Regions from separate parts of the Muntiacus reevesi genome. Here region 2 is linked to region 1. The links are chromatin contacts, called in public Hi-C maps. All regions are on one chromosome and are shown on one strand. Each heading gives the region's core, a stretch centred on a gene start, on an enhancer-like site or on the middle of the called end of the contact. The rest is flanking DNA. Distances are from core to core; before and after follow the strand shown.

Evidence for each region. Hi-C and Micro-C count contacts between places; a contact is called where the count stands out from the background.
Region 2: a contact with region 1 is called in a Hi-C map of blood, with 2.4 times the contacts expected there. The contact joins the promoter of AMN1 here to the promoter of RESF1 in region 1. A contact is called at or near these places in 2 of 3 Hi-C or Micro-C datasets (blood and muscle).

The regions. Positions count from the first base shown.
Region 1 is chr1:23,641,426-23,649,321 of mMunRee1.1, forward strand. RESF1 (retroelement silencing factor 1) reads right to left here and starts at 2,994. Exons shown (of 6, transcript XM_065939646.1): 1 at 2,928-2,994; 2 at 1,578-1,669.
Region 2 is chr1:23,851,788-23,859,683 of mMunRee1.1, forward strand. AMN1 (antagonist of mitotic exit network 1 homolog) reads left to right here and starts at 3,750. Exons shown (of 8, transcript XM_065939698.1): 1 at 3,750-4,027; 2 at 7,180-7,240.

The DNA of each region.
Region 1 (7,896 bases), core at 1,744-4,243:
GAAGTGGTGGTGGTTTGGTCGCTAAGTCGTGTCTGACTCATTTGAGTCCATGGACTGTAGCCTGCTGGGCTCCTCTGACCATGGAATTCTCCAGGCAAGAATACTGGAGTGGATTGCCACTTCCTTCTCCAAAAATGAAAGTGAATGTCGCTCAGTCCTGTCCAACTCTTTGCAACCCCATGGACTGTATACAGTCCATGGAATTCTCCAGGCCAGAATACTGGAGTGGGTAGCCTTTCTCTTCGCCAGGGGATTTTCCCAACCCAGGGATCGAACCCAGGTCTCCCACATTGCAGGCGGATTCTTTGCCAGCTGAGCCACAAGGGAAGCCCAAGAATACTCGAGTGGGTAGCCTATCCCTTCTCCAGCGGATCTTCCCGACCCAGGAATCTAACCGCAATCTCCTGCATTGTAAGTGGATTCTTCACCAACTGAGCTATCAGGGAAGAAGAGTCCTGTATATCTAGAACAGGTTATATAAGGCTTTTGGGCAAATCTCCCATGGCTGGAAAATTCTGTAGAAGCATTACTGACATCAAACATGCCTGCAGGTAAAAACTAGAGTTGTGTCTGGTACTTCCTTACAAAAATAGAACCTACAGGATCTACAGGGAAGGGTTTAATCAGCACAAAGCTGATAAACTGACTTAAGAGTTTAAATGAGTGAACCATCTCCTATAAGATAGGCCATAAAATATATTTCCTCTAACACGACAACAGCTAAAATTTATTAAGCACTTACCATTTACCAGGAGCTCTTCCAAGTGTGTTATATCTACAAAACTCATTAACTTATCATAACAATCCTATGAGGTTGATACTACTGTTATCCCTATTTTACAAAAGATGAGAAAATTGATAGAGAAGTTTAATAATTCTCCCAAGGCTGCATAAATGTTAAGTGGTAGAGCCAAGGTCTGATGCTCAGCAGTGTGACTGCAAGGACCATGGTCTCAAATCATTACAGAAAGTTTCCTAATACTACTTGGAGTTTACAGAATGAAAGCCCCAGAAATTACCACTTTGGCTGTATAGGTCCCTATTTAAGGGATCGGTTCTCTCAGAGTTCTGTTCTGTGCTGCCTTACCCCATGTGCCACAAGTAATGAATTTGAAAAATAAGAAAACAGACCATGTAGAGAATAATGTTAAGTAGACCTCTTCCTGAGTAATTTGGACCATCATCTCCTATTCCTTTTCTAGTAAAGATGAACAAATGAGTTGCTTGCTATGTCAACTGTATTCTTTCTCCTCAAACTTTGTCATCAAATCCATTGTAAGCTGGTGGTGGTGTTAGCTGCTCAGGGGTGTCCAACTATTTGTGATCCCAGGTACTGTAGCCCACCAGGTTCTTCTGTCCATAGAACTCTCCAGGGAAGAATACTGGAGTGGGTAGCCATTCCCTTCTCCAGGGGATCTTTCCAAGCCAGGGATCGAACCCAGGTCTCCTGCATTGCAAGTGGATTCTTTACTGTCTGAGTTACTGTAGTTTAACACTGAACCAACACTGGTTCCACTTAATCATTCTGTTCCACAACAGATAAATTGGAGTAGACTACTTAAAGCTGACATACTTACCTTTAAATATATCGCTCCTTTATTACTATATATATTACCATTTTCCTCCAAACTAGTCAGTACCACTCCACACAGTGTTTACTTCTTTGGTCCTAGGGACAGCAATAAACATTTTATAATTGATAATAAATTCAATATAAAATTTTTAATTGTATTTTTATTTATATAAAATTCACATTAAACTTATAATAAAGACACATACTAATTTGCTTACTTGATATGACATTGATGCTCAAACCGTGTTAAGGCTGGATCAAAAGAAAACTAAGCTTACTGAATTCTTAAGAAGGCAAAGTAACAAATAGAAACTGGGCCTGCCATAAATTACCACTTAAGTGATAATCCAAGTGCATGCCTCCTGATCCACTCCTTCTGTAACTTTAAACACTTTCAACTTAACAATTCTTTATCGAATTAGTAAATGAGAATCCAACTGCACAGGAAAAAATAAAACCATAACTCTTTCATGTTAATACCGAATAGAACTCGTTTGATTTACAGTTAACACATTAATCAGAAAAATCCCCAAACAAGCTCTGCGACCCGTCTATTGAAACGCACCGCAGTTCATCCCCTTCACCTACTCTTTTTATTTTGAAGGCAGGCACTAAAATATTACAAATAAATTGTTTTCACTGAAACCATTTTCTGAAAACTTGCTGTTCCCAAAGGACATCTGCTTAGGAAATTCGTATCCCTCGAGAACATCTAAAATCCGTACGCATTTGTGCATTTAAAAATGCCTCGAGGGACTAACTACTGCTGAGGAACGGAAAGCGACTCCGGCACAAACGTGTTTGCGGGCCACTTGGAGACGCAAGCTGAGCAATTCTGTTTTGGGAGGTTCGGCCTAATGGGGGTGGGGAGAAAGGAACACTGATAAAATAAATTCAAAACAAAGATTTTTTTTTTTCAAGCCAGCGACAGGAAATCATTAAAAACATAAGCCACTTTCACATCCATCAGTCTAACCAATCGCCTTGCAGTCTAACAAAATGCGTCCTCGCAGTCGCCACTCGCGACCTCTATGGAGAGGAAAAGGCGTTCTACAGAAAACACCCGGCGAGGCGCCGCCCTCCGATTCGGGGTCGGCATCCGCCCCGGTTCCCGGCCCACCCCGCGCTGCGGGCGGGCATCGAGCCGAGCCCGGCCGGCCAGCCCTCACGGCTGGCCCGAGACCCGAGCCCCCGGAGCGCCCGTAGCTGCCACTCAGTCCCCACCACAGAACAAAAGCGCTCGCCGCCGCAAACCCAGCCCCCGCCCGCGGGCACTTGGGCTGCCGCTACCCCCGCCCAGCCGAGAACCCGAAGAAACGTGCGAGTGCCGGCGGGAACCAAGTGCCCCACTTACCTACCAGAGCTGGACCCAACCGGAGCGAGCCGGGAAAACGCAGCGCCTCCCGGCCCCGGAGTTTAAGTCAACTCGGGTCCGCCCCCAGGGGCGGGTCGAGGTGGAGGCCCACTCCCGGAAAGCCAACCCCGCCCCGGCGCAACGGCAGGAGCGAGACCCGGTACCAGGTACCGGGGTCCTAGTGCCGCTCGGATGAAGTAGAGTCCGGGGAGCCCGCCCCTCCAGTTATCTCCCAAGCTTGCACAGCTAGCTCATGTATCTGAAGAAGAAAACTTCTCCAACAGTGGCTCTTTGTCTTTAACTTGCATCAGAACCTTTTGAAGGATTTGTTTAAAAGGGACTGAAGAGCACCACCTACAAAATTACCCATTCAGTAAGTCTAACTCCGGGCTGAAAATGTATGTTTCTAACAAAGGGGAACATCCTTTAACACAGAGAAACTTTCTCAAACGAAATAGACTCTTTTTGCCTGAGTATTTCTATAGGTCAAAGTTGTGAAAATTAATACAGTAAAGGGAAACCTCACCAAAATAGAGTTGAGAGGCCAGAAGGGGGAGCTGTCATGCAGCACGGTATCACTCTCAGTAAATTACAGAAAGAATTGTCAATTACAGGGCCCAACAGGAAAAGATGTAAGCTGTCCAACAAACTTTCTGACCAACCCATACATTGCGGCTCATAAAAGAAATAGACTACCCCACAACTCAGCCAATGAGAAACTGTCACCCTCACTTTTCCCCAGTGAAATTTCCTTCAAAAGAACTGCTCCCAAACTCCGCCTTTTTCTCCATAAAGTAACTTTGCTTTGTTTGTTGGACTATGGCTTTTGCTATAGTTTGCTTGACCCAAATTGCAGTTTAGTTACCAAATGCATACTGACAATGCCTGCTGCATGACTGGCCAATAAATCGAGGGGCCAGTTGTTGGAACAAGGAATAGCGACTTTATTCAAAAAGCCAGCAGACAGAAAAGATGGCAGACCAATGTCCCAAAGAAACATCTCAAACCTGAATTAGAATTCAGGCTTCTTTTATACTAAAGGGGGAGGGAATGTGGTTGGCTGTTGCAGGTATGAAGGTGTGACCTTCTTGGTGCAGGTCATACCCCCAAGGTGATGTGATAACCCTCTGCTCCTGTAGCTATTCACATAGGTCTGGTTATGATGGTCCTGTAAACATAAAACAAGACAATTGTTATTCTCTGTTATGCAACTTTTTATCTCTGCATAAAAGAAAATTGGGCTTCCCTGGTGGCTTAGTCGTAAAGACTTGCCAGCCAATGCAGGAAAACCAGATTTGATCCCTGGGTCAGGAAAATCCACTGGAGAAGGAAATGGTAACCCACTCCAGTATTTTTGCCTGGGAAATCCCATGGACAGAGAGCCAGGTGGGCTACAGTCTATGGGGTCATAAAAGGGTAACACTTAGTAACCAAACAACAACAACAACAAATGAAAACTGTTACACATTTAAAGGTCAAGCCTGGGAGGCAGAGCCTCGAGAATGGACTATCATGTACATTTCAGGCTACAGGCAACATTCTTTTGGACAAAGCTGCAGAACCAGCATGACTAAGCACCAGCAAAAGGTTAGAGCTAAAGGAACAGATCCAGTATGGAGTCAGGTTTGTTCTTCTGTGTTACAAGTCTCCTGATATTCTAGAATAAATCCATTTTTAGCTGGGAAAATAACTTTCATTTTTAAAGTCAACAAGGTAAACAAGAAATCCAACCTGAATGAATAAGAATGAGAAAGGGCAGAGGTGCTTAGTTTTTGCAATATACAAGAAAGGATATTCCTTTGCTCTCATGACTCAACCACTCACTAGACATACAGCCTTGGGGAAATTACTTAACCTGTTTCTGCTCAGTTTTCTCATCTGTAATTGAGAATAGCATTAATATTTACCTCGGGATTGTTGGGATACTTACATCAACTAACATATGGCTAAAAGCAGTTCCTGGAATATGGGGTGGTATACTTGGATCACATAAGGGGTTTTCTAGAACCTAAGCCACACAAGTCAGCAAACAGAAATGAACCCAAGAAACAAAGTGTTTTGTTTCAGGAAAGTCTGACACAGATCCCACTCCTATAGAGCCCATCTCTGTTATCGATGAGTTGTGTCCAACTCTTGCGACCCTATAGACTGTAACCTGCCAGCCTCCTCTGTTCTTGGGATTCTCCAAGCAAGAACACTGGAGTGGGTTGCCATTTTCTTCTCCGGGGGATCTTCCTGACTCAGGAATTGAACCCACGTCTCCTGCATTGCAGGGAGATTCTCTACCGACTGAGTTACAAGGGAAGCCCCCTATAGTGGCTAAGGAAGGAAGCCTAAGGAAGATATTAGTCCAGTAAGATGTAATGCCCAAGAAGCTACAACTCGATTTGAGATGGAGTTACTGATCTCTGTGCTGTGTATCCTTGCCTGTGTTTGTGCTGACTTTCTCCTGTCTCCTTTAGACAATGAAAGCTTGTCTGATTTTCCAAAGTGTAGTCTTTCCACCACTCCTAGAAGTACAACTGACGTTTGTCAATACCGCAACCCTAAAGGGTCACCAGCAAGAAGACTTGCATGGGGAGGACACAATCTCCAGGACCTGAAAGTTGTTTAATCAGGAGTATAAGTTGCCTTCTCTTTAAGACATTTATAACTCAGTATGCCAAATGAATAACTTTGTTATCTGACTGGTCAGGCTGGGGAAAGATCCCTCAAAAGATTAGATTGTTCTATGCTGTGTCCCCTGTCATAAATTACAGATCCTCTCCCTGTGTTTTACAATATTCAAAAGAAAGTCTCTCGAGTCAAATTACTTTGGCTATAGATATTATCTCAGTCTTTCAAGAGCATAATACTTAGACTCAAGGCTTGTTAATGCCTTAACTTAAAAAACATGTTTTGGAAAAGTGAATGACATCATTAGCAAGTCTATAGTAAGAAATTTCTAAAAAATAAAGATGCCTGTTATTCATTTAAGAGATAAATGAGGTCATTGATTTTCTTTTCTTGTGCATAGCCACTGAGTTGTGTCTGACTCTTTGCGACCAAACAGACTGTAGCCCACCAGGCTCCTCTGTCCATGCGGATTCTCCAGGCAAGAATACTGGAGTGGGTTGCCATGCCCTCCTCCAAGAGATCTTCCCACCAAGGGATCAAACCCAGATCTCCTGCACTGCGGGCAGATTCTTTACTGCCACCAGGGAAGCCCTGGTTGTCCCCAATATTCTGTTCTTCCTCATTAGTAGTATTTAGGTACCAGGTCACTTTCCAGAATACATTCCCCAAGCCTCCCTTGCAGCTAAATATTGCCACATTTCAGATCTCACAATGACATATGAGCAAAAAATGTATACAGCTTCTGTGCGAAGGAATGTCTTACCTTGAAATTCCTCTCTCTAATTTGTTTATGCTGGAATGTAGAAATGGCAGTAACCTAATTTCAACCTCAGAAAGGAAAACTGTTCCTTTTGCCTCTCTTTTTATCTTTTATATTTTGTCCTACCTCCTTTCGAAGACGATGGGCTGCTTTTCTGGGCGCCTGATGTCTTCTGCTAGCGGTCAGAAGTTGTTTTGTGAAGTTTGCTCAGCGTTCAAATGTTCTTTCGATGAATTTGTAGGGGAGAAAGTGGTCTCCCCATCCTATTCCTCCACCATCTTAGCTCCTCTCCCCAAGGAAAACTGTTCCTAAAGGCAAAAATGCTTTTCCTTTCTTGTGCCATAAGTTTCTCTGGCAGTTTGGTGGAGCCTATGGACTCCTTCATAGAATAATGTTTTGGAATGCTTAAAATAAAATATATACAATTACAAAAGAAACTAATTGAGTATAAAAACTTAACAAAATATTTTAAAAAACAAATGTGTGATATGGTAATGTTTCTGTATTAACAAAATAAATGAGATCTAGTAACGGATCTAATAGCAACTGTGATTTTGAAATTGATGAACATAAATTCCATTTAAGATTATCTGCATTAACTCTAATAACATAAGAATACCTGTGATTTCTCTGGTGAAAAAACATTAATAGTACTATATTTCTGTGGCTTTGTTGCCAACATTTACATCTGAAGGAAATGGTATCTTTCAATAAAATGCTTCGTGAAAATAAAGTTAATTGTTTGCCATCCAAATTCATGGTATTCCTGAATTCTATCCATTGATGTGATAAGCATAAGTTTGGACCATATGACTTTCACCTCCTGGTGTTACTCCATGGTTATTATTCAGTTCAGTTCAGTCACTCAGTTGTGTCTAACTCTTTGCAACCCCATAGATTGCAGCATGCCCGGCCTCCCTGTCCATCACCAACTCCTGGAGTTTACTCAAATTCATGTCCATTGAGTCAGTGATGCCATCCAACCACCTCATCCTCTGTTGTCCCCTTCTCCTCCTGCCTTCAATCTTTGCCATCACCAGGGTCTTTTCCAATGAGTCAGTTCTTTGCATCAGGTGACCAGAGTATTGGAGTTTCAGCTTCAGATCAGTCCTGCCAATGAATATTCAGACCTGATTTCCTTTAGGATGGACTGGTTGAATCTTCTTGCAGTCCAAGGGACTCGCAAGAGTCTTCAACACCACAGTTTAAAAGCATCAATTCTTTGGCACTCAGCTATCTTTATAGTCCAACTCTCAAATCCATACATGACTACTGGAGAAACCATAGTTTTGTCTAGATGAACCTATGTTTTGCAAAGTAATGCCTCTGCTTTTTAATATGCTGTCTAGGTTGGTCATAACTTTTCCTCAAAGGAGCAAGCATCTTTTAATTTCATGGCTGCAGTCACCATCTGCAATGATTTTGAAGCCCAAAATAATACAGTCTGTCACTGTTTCCACTCTTTCCCCATCTATTGGCCACGAAGTGATGGGACCAGATGCCATGATCTTAGTTTTCTGAAAGTTGACTTTTAAGCCAACTTTTTCACTCTCCTCTTTCACTTTCATCAAGAGGCTCTTTAGTTCTTCTTCA
Region 2 (7,896 bases), core at 2,500-4,999, 210 kb after region 1:
ATAATGTTGTTTAAATAAAGTAAAACCAATCCCTCCCCTTCAATGGGCAGAAGTCAGAAGGCTGATAATTAAGATTCCCCAAACATCAGTCATCCTGTTACCTCACCAGTGACCAATCAGAAAAAATTTCCTCAAGCTGGTCACACACCTGCTGCCCTCATCCTTTATTGTTGTTTAGTTGCCAATTGTCTCTGACTCTTTTGTGACCCCATGGACTTTAGCCCACTAGGCTACTCTGTCCATGGGATTTCCCAGGTAAGAATACTGGAGTGGGTTGCCATTTCCTTCTCCAGGGATCTACCCAACCCAGGGATCAAACTCATGTCTTCAGCATTGGCCGGCAGATTCTTCATCACTGAGCCATCTGGGAAGCCCACCCTCAGCCCCAGGGTTGCCTTTAAGAACACTTGCCTGAAAGCCATGAGGGAAATTCTGATGTTTGGCACATCAGCTGCCTGTTTTCCTTGCTTGGAGCCTTGTACTTTCTCTCACCACAGTCCACTGTCAGTAGATTGGCTTGGCTTCAGGTAGGATGAGCAAGAGCCCAGTTTGATTCAGTGACAAAGAATGTCCCATAAAAACGAAAATATGTACTATTAATATCTTACCCTTCATAGAAAAAGTTTGCCTATTTCCTCCTCTATACTTGCCTCTCACCACTCTCCATTGTAGCAAACCCAAACTATTTTCAGTCCCTAACAGACTATGTTTTTCTCTCTTATCTCCTCTCCTTTTCCACCCCTCCATGGTGTTTCAACTGAATTAACTCCATTTTCACATTTAACAGTTGCTTTGATTGCCCTTTTATTTGACTGGTTCAAGTATTCACCACTGAATCCTCAGCACCCAGCACAATTCTTGCCCTTCTTCAGCATTGGTAAAAGTGTGGTGATTGAATTAGCAGCATCTTGAAGAGATGAACAATACTGTGTTCCAACTTTCAAAAGTCTGCAAAAGGAAGACATATAAATGACAAATTAATTTACAAAGAAGAATTAAAAAGCATCAAAGAGTATCAAGTATTCTGCAGTATAACCAAGTAGAAAGAATTCCACCAGGTGAAAGTTTCCCCTTCTTTAAAATTCTTTCTGATTTGAACACAAGCCCCCTCTATGATGAAATTCTTACTGAGCTTTTTGTAGTCACGTACTGTTCTCATCTGTAAAATAAAGTGAAATAATTCCAATTACCAAGGGAACATTTCTGCAAAGATGGCCACAATAAAGGACAGAAATGGTATGGACCCAACAGAAGCAGAACATATTAAGAAGAGGTGACAAGAATACACAGAACTATACAAAAAAGATCTTAATGATGCAGATAACCATAATGGTGTGATGACTCAGCTAGAGCCAGACATACTGGGGTGCAAAGTCAAGTGGGCCTTAAGAAGCATCACTATGAACAAAGCTAGTGGAGGAGATAGAATTCCAGCTGAGCTATTTCAAATCCTAAAAGATGATGCTATGAAAGTGCTGCACTCAATATGCCAGCAAATTTGGAAAACTCAGTAATGGCCACAGGACTGGAAAAGGTCAATTTTCATTTAAATCCCAAAGAAGGGCAATGCCAAAATTGTACAAACTACTACACAATTGCACTCATTTCACATGCTAGAAAGATCATGCTGAAAATCCTTCAAGCCAGGCTTCAACAGTATGTGAACCGAGAACTTCCAGATGTACAACTTAGATTTAGAAAAGGCAGAGGAATCAGAGATCAAATTGCCAACACCTGTTGGATCATAGAAAAAGCAAGAGAATTCCAGAAAAACATCCACTTCTGCTTCACTGACTATGCTAAAGCCTTTAACTCTGTGGATTACAACAAAGTGTGGAAAACTCTTAAAGAGATGGGAATACCAGACCACCTTACCTGTCCCCTGAGAAACCTGTATGCAGGTCAAGAAGCAACAGTTAGAACTGGACGTGAAACAACAACTGTTTCAAAATTGGGAAAGAAGTACATCAAGTCTATATATTCTCAACCTGTTTATTTAACTTCTACAGAGTACACCATGCAAAATGCCTGGCTGGATGAACCACAAGCTGGAATCAAAATTGCATGGAGAAATATCAACAATCTCAGATATGGAAATGACAACACCCTTATGGAAAAAAAGGAAGAGGAACTAGAGACTCTTGATGAAGGTGAAAGTGGAGAGTGAAAAAGCTGGCTTAAAACTCAGCATTCAAAAAACTAAGATCATGGCATCCACTCCCATCACTCCATGGCAAATAGGTGGGGGGAAAATGGGAACAGTTCAGTTCAGTTCAGTGGCTCAGTCACATCTGACTCTTTTTGACCCCATGGACTGCAGCACAGCAGGCTTCCCTGTCCATCACCTACTCCCAGAGCTTGCTCAGATTCATGTCCATCAAGTTGGTGATGCCTTTCAACCATCTCATCCTCTGTTGTACCCTTCTTCTCCTGCCCTTTATCTTTCCAAGCATCAAGGCCTTTTCCAATGAGTTGGCTCTTTGCATCAGGTGGCCAAAATACTGGAGTTTCAGCTTCAGCATTAGTCCTTCCAAAGAATGTTCAGGGCTGATTTCCTTTAGGATTGACTGGTTTGATTTCTATTGGGCTCCAAAATCACTGTGGATGGTGACGGCAGCCATGAAATGACAAGACACTTGCTCCTTGGAAGAAAAGCTATGACATACCTAGACAGGGTATTAATAAGCAGAGATATCACTTTGCCCACAAATGTCCATAAAGTCAAAGTTATGGTTTTTCCAGTATCATGTATGGATGTGAGAGTTGGACCATAAAGAAAGCTGAGCACTGAGGAGTTGATGCTTTCGACCTATGGTGTTGGGAAAGACTTAAGACTCTTGAGAATCCTTTGGACAGCAGGAGATCAAACCAGTCAATCCTAAAGGAAATCAATCCTGATTATTCATTGGAAGGACTGATGCTGAAGCTGAAGCTCTAATACTTTGGCCGCCTGATGCAAAGAGCCAACTCATTGATGCTGGTAAAGATAAAAGGCAGGAGAAGAAGGGAGCGAGAGAGGATGAGATGATTGGATGGCATCACCAATTCAATGGACCTGAGTTTGAGCAAGCACAGGGAGATGGTGAAGGACAGGGAAGCCTAGCGAGCTGCAGTTCATGGGGTCGCAAAGAGTTGCACACAACCTAACTAACAAAAACAAATTCCGATTTCACAGGATTAAAAGAACATGGTTAATTTTTTTTACTATTTTTGGTTATGCTGGGTCTTTGTTGCTGCACTCAGGCTTTCACTAGTTGCAGTAGGGGGTAGGAGGCTTCTCTTCCTTGTGGTCGCTTCTTTTCTTCTGGAGCACAGGCTCTAGTAAAATGGGCTTCAGTAGTTGCGGCTCATGGGCTTAGTTACTCTGACGCCTGTGGAATCCTCCCCGACCAAGGATTAAACCCATGTCCCCTGCCTTGGCAGGCTGATTCTTATCCACTGTACCATCAGGGAAGACCAGAATATGTTAATTATTGAAAGCAGGTAGTTCAGTGCTCACTTTCTTATAGGAAGTGCTCGATAAACGTCACTCTCCAGTCCCTAAAACACGCCCTTTGACGGTCATGGTTTCTGTATCTAAGAGGGTCTCCGGTGTGCATCCACTAACGTTGGGCCCAGCATGGAATGCACCTCTGTAGTAACAGCGGCCACGCGCAGAGCCGCGAGGTTCCAGGGGGTCTAGGAGAGGTCCGGCGCCTGGCTAGCCCACCAGGGAAGCCGCCGGAGCCGCGCCGGAGGGACTGCAGAATGACAACTCCCGCAGTCCTTCTCAGAGCCCAAGACTTCTCTCTAGTTTATCACACTGTCGCTCCGGCGCAGCGTACAGGGTTCCACCCCGAGGGGGCTACGCCATCCCTCTGTAGTCGCGAGCGCGCCGGCGCCTGGTCACCGGAAGAGGCGGGTGACGTCACGAGGGACTACGCGTTGCGCTGGAGGCGGGAGTTGACAGAAGGTCTCTGGCTGAATCTCCGCGGCCTCTCCGCGGAAGAGGCTCCGAAGGGCGGCCGCGATGCCCAGCCCCCAGCGGGTCAGTCAGCTCCTGGATCTGTGAGTCCGCCCCGGCCCGCCTTCCTCTCGCCCCGCCCCGGCACAGCCCGCGCCCGCCACCCCTCAGGGCACCCCATCCCCGCCCCCTTCCTGCCTCCCTTCGAGGAGGTCCACAGGCTGTTTCTGCTCCTGGGTTCGTGATTTGTCCCGTCCTGGCTGAGGACAATCGTGCCAAGTGGGCTGCCCGGCAGGCTTGCCCCTCTGACCCCCGATGGGTGTCCGAACTCAGCCTTGACAGCTCCTCGCCCAGGCGATTCCTGGCAGTGGCCTGTCTCTGACGGGAGCTAAAGCCTTAGTAAAATAAAACAAAACACTGGATGGGGCTCTCAAAAGCCTTCAGCAGAATTACAGCCAGTTACTGTGATGGGGGTAATTATTGATTCTTTGACACAGCGCTTAAACCCCTGATTGCTCTTGCTGGGTTCAGCTCCCGGGTCTACCATTCTCCAGCTGTATGACTATGGGAGAGTAGCTTAACCTTACTGTGCCCGAGTTATTGATCTACAAAATTAGTATAATAACAGGACCTATCTCATGGCTTTATGTGCTGTGCTTAGTCGCTCTGTCGTGTCTGACTCTACGACCACATGGACTGTAGCTAGCCAGGCTCCTCTGTCCATAGGGATTTTCCATGCCTGTGAAATATTCATATCAAGTTAAGCTCTCTGCAATTTCTTTTAATACTAAGTAGTCTTCTAAGGATTTAAGTGTGTTAAATTTACGCCTCCCGGTAACGCTATGGCCTGTAACTGCCTAGTATTAAAAGAAATTGCAGAAAGCTTAACTTGATATGAATATTTTCTAGGCATGTCATTATAGGATGGCTTATAAAGTGAGCATAAGGAAGTTCTTTAACCTTTACAATGGTTTATAACATTAGGACTTTACAGATGGTAGGAGATTGGTTAAAAGTGATTACTTTAGGCTATTTTAAGAAGACGATTTAAGTTGATTGTCAGAGGCATTTACAAGAAATAAGTTTCACTTATGTTCATGATATAAACTAGATTTGGTTTTGGTTATGTGACTTAACTGGTTTGGTCACCTTGAGGGATTTTTCAAGCCTGGTCTCGATTTATTTTATTTAAAAAAATCCCCGACTTTCAGTCATTCTCTCAGCAAGCTGAGAGTGAACCAATATAGTGTTACTCTCACTACTCCTTCAATGTAGGCCCTGGGATGAATGGTCTTGTAGTTGCCCTTACCAGCAGTTGCATAGTCACCCTGGACACTGGCAGTAGGATCTTTTTGTTCTTCCAGTTGTCTAACACTAATGGATAACATTTGATGTGTGAGTAGCCACTGAAGACATTTAGAACTCTAGAGAGGATACACTGCATTAAGGAGGCTAATATGATGAATATCAGGAGCATAACAGCCAAGTATTGAAAAGGATTCTCCAGAGCAGAGATTTCCAACTAAATAATCAAGAGAAGCATGTGTGTGTTAAGTCACCTAAGTCATGTCCGATTCTTTGCGACCCTATGGACTGTAGCCTGCCAGGATCCACTGTACATGGGATTCTCCAGGCAAGAATACTGGAATGGGTTGGCATTTCGTTTTGCAGGAGATCTTCTTGATTCAGGGATTGAACCCATGTTTCAGAAGTGTTGCCTGTTTGATAAAAGATTGGCATCTAGTCTTTCGGATCTTTTTTTTTTAACCAGTTATGCTGTCAACAAATCACAAGTCCGTGTGCCCAGTGAGGCGCATTAATACTAAAACATTAGAGTTTGAAACAGAGATTTATTACAGATTCATACAAGGAGATAGGTGGTTCATGCCCTAAGGAACCCGAAGTTACTGAAAGCTTTCAGCAAGCCCCTTTAAAAGTAAAAGGTGAGGGAGGGGCGTGGTTGGTTGTTACATACTTCTTGTGTAAGATCCTTTGCTCTTGAGGTCAGGTCATGGTCAGGTAACAACACTCCTGTAAATCTCTACCAAATGAATGTTATTCTGTGTCTTGACAAGAAAGGACAAGGTCCCAAGGCATAACTTTTACCCTCCAAGAGCCCAGTCCTGGCTAATAGGAGGCAGATCTCAGTTGGCAGCTCTCTCAGGGCCGGGTTCCCACATCCTGCCCAAATGTCATCTCTGAGGGAGCCAGGCACCCAATCCAACTGACCCTCAGTCTCCTCAAGCCACCTAGATGGGGAGACCAGGTTCAAGGCCTGGGCCAAGGCTAGTGGAGGGCCTTAGTAAGGGCTCTGGAGCCCTATAGAAGAACATAGTTCTTAGCGTGTTCCCTGGGCGCTCCAGCTCACCCGCTGGGCCAATGCTGAGTGAGTGGGAGGGCCTCCAGGAGAAGGCTTGAATCTGCCTCTTACCTCACTCTCCACCTAATGACCACCACACCAATGGCCCTTGGGTAAATCACTTCCGTAATGGTCCCTCACTGACAGTTACTTGTGGGCAGGGCCCACTGAGGCACTGAGCAATGACTGTGCAAGACCTGTTGCCTAGTAACAGGGTGTGGAGTAGTGAGGCACAGCAACAGCTGCCTGCTAAGGGTTGTGCTCATCTTGCTCTGTCATAATAGTACATACACCTCCATCTTGGGTAGTCAGGGTGTCTAAGTCTATGCAGTTCTCTAAAATAACTCTGGCTAAATAATTTCTAGATTCTTGCTGTGATTGTAGAGATTTTGCAGAGGATAAGGTCTCTCCTAGTGAGATTTAAGTGCAGTTTATTGTTGGTGTCTTTTCCAATAAACTGAGTTTCTAGGTTTTAATATATGAGGCATTGTCTTGTTTTAGAAGCAGACCACAGAAAGCTTTATGGACCTGGTGGAAATAAGCCTTTCAATATTACATTAGTGTCTTACAGTACTGAACTTTGTCATGGTTACTTAGGATGGGATTAACATGAAGATGCCTTATTTTAGGAGGAAGTGTGATAGGTAAGCTTCCATGTAAGTAAGCTTTTATATGGTGTAAGCAATCAGTTATTTAATAAGTATTACTATGGAAACAAAAGAAAGGCAAAGATTAAAGATTAGTTGGAACAAAGTATAAATGCAGTTGTTGAGTCTAGAGAGCAGCCAGTCAAGAAAATTTGGGGAGCTGAGCTTAGATTTTTAGATGGTGGAATGAAGATGGCAATTTTAAACTGATAGATTTTCCTGGTTTGCAGTTTGAATGTTAGTGATGATGTCATCAGGTGTTCTGCTGAGGTCTGAGTGGCCTACATAGAAGTAAGTATGAAGGTTGTTTTTTTGTCTGTACATGATCCATTGTGGTGAATTCTCTGAAGTCTATATCAAGACCTATAGCTTTATCTTGTAGGGTTTGAGGAAAAGAACAGTTTTAGATTTAATTTCAAGTCAGAAGGGTGGGAGAAAATTGAAAATATTTGTTTGGAGAGTTGTAGCCAGATGTTAGAGAAAACCATAAGAGTTCAGGATCCAGTCTAGTTTACAGTTAGAAACAAACCCCCCCAAAAAATAAGCAGGACTAGAATTCGATTATGGGTATGCCAAAGATTTCTGTTTAAACATAATTTTTCTCTCTATAGTCATTTTTACCAAAGATAATCATAGTAAGTAATTTGTTTGTAAAATACATCCAGTCTCTTTAAACTTGACTTGTTATTTACAGAAGTACAGCAAGAATAGATGTTATGCACATTCTCAAATATGATATTCCAATCAAAGCTTTGGTAATATCCAAGGGCCTTTATTGACTCTATAGAGTAAACTTTAGGGACTTCTCTGGTGGTCCAGTGGTTAAGAATCCACCTTCCAATACAGTGGACCCAGATCCGAACCCTGGTCAGGAACTAAGATCCCACAGACCCTAGGGCAAATAAGCCCCCCATGTACCACAACTGCGGAGCCCGCTATCTCTGGAG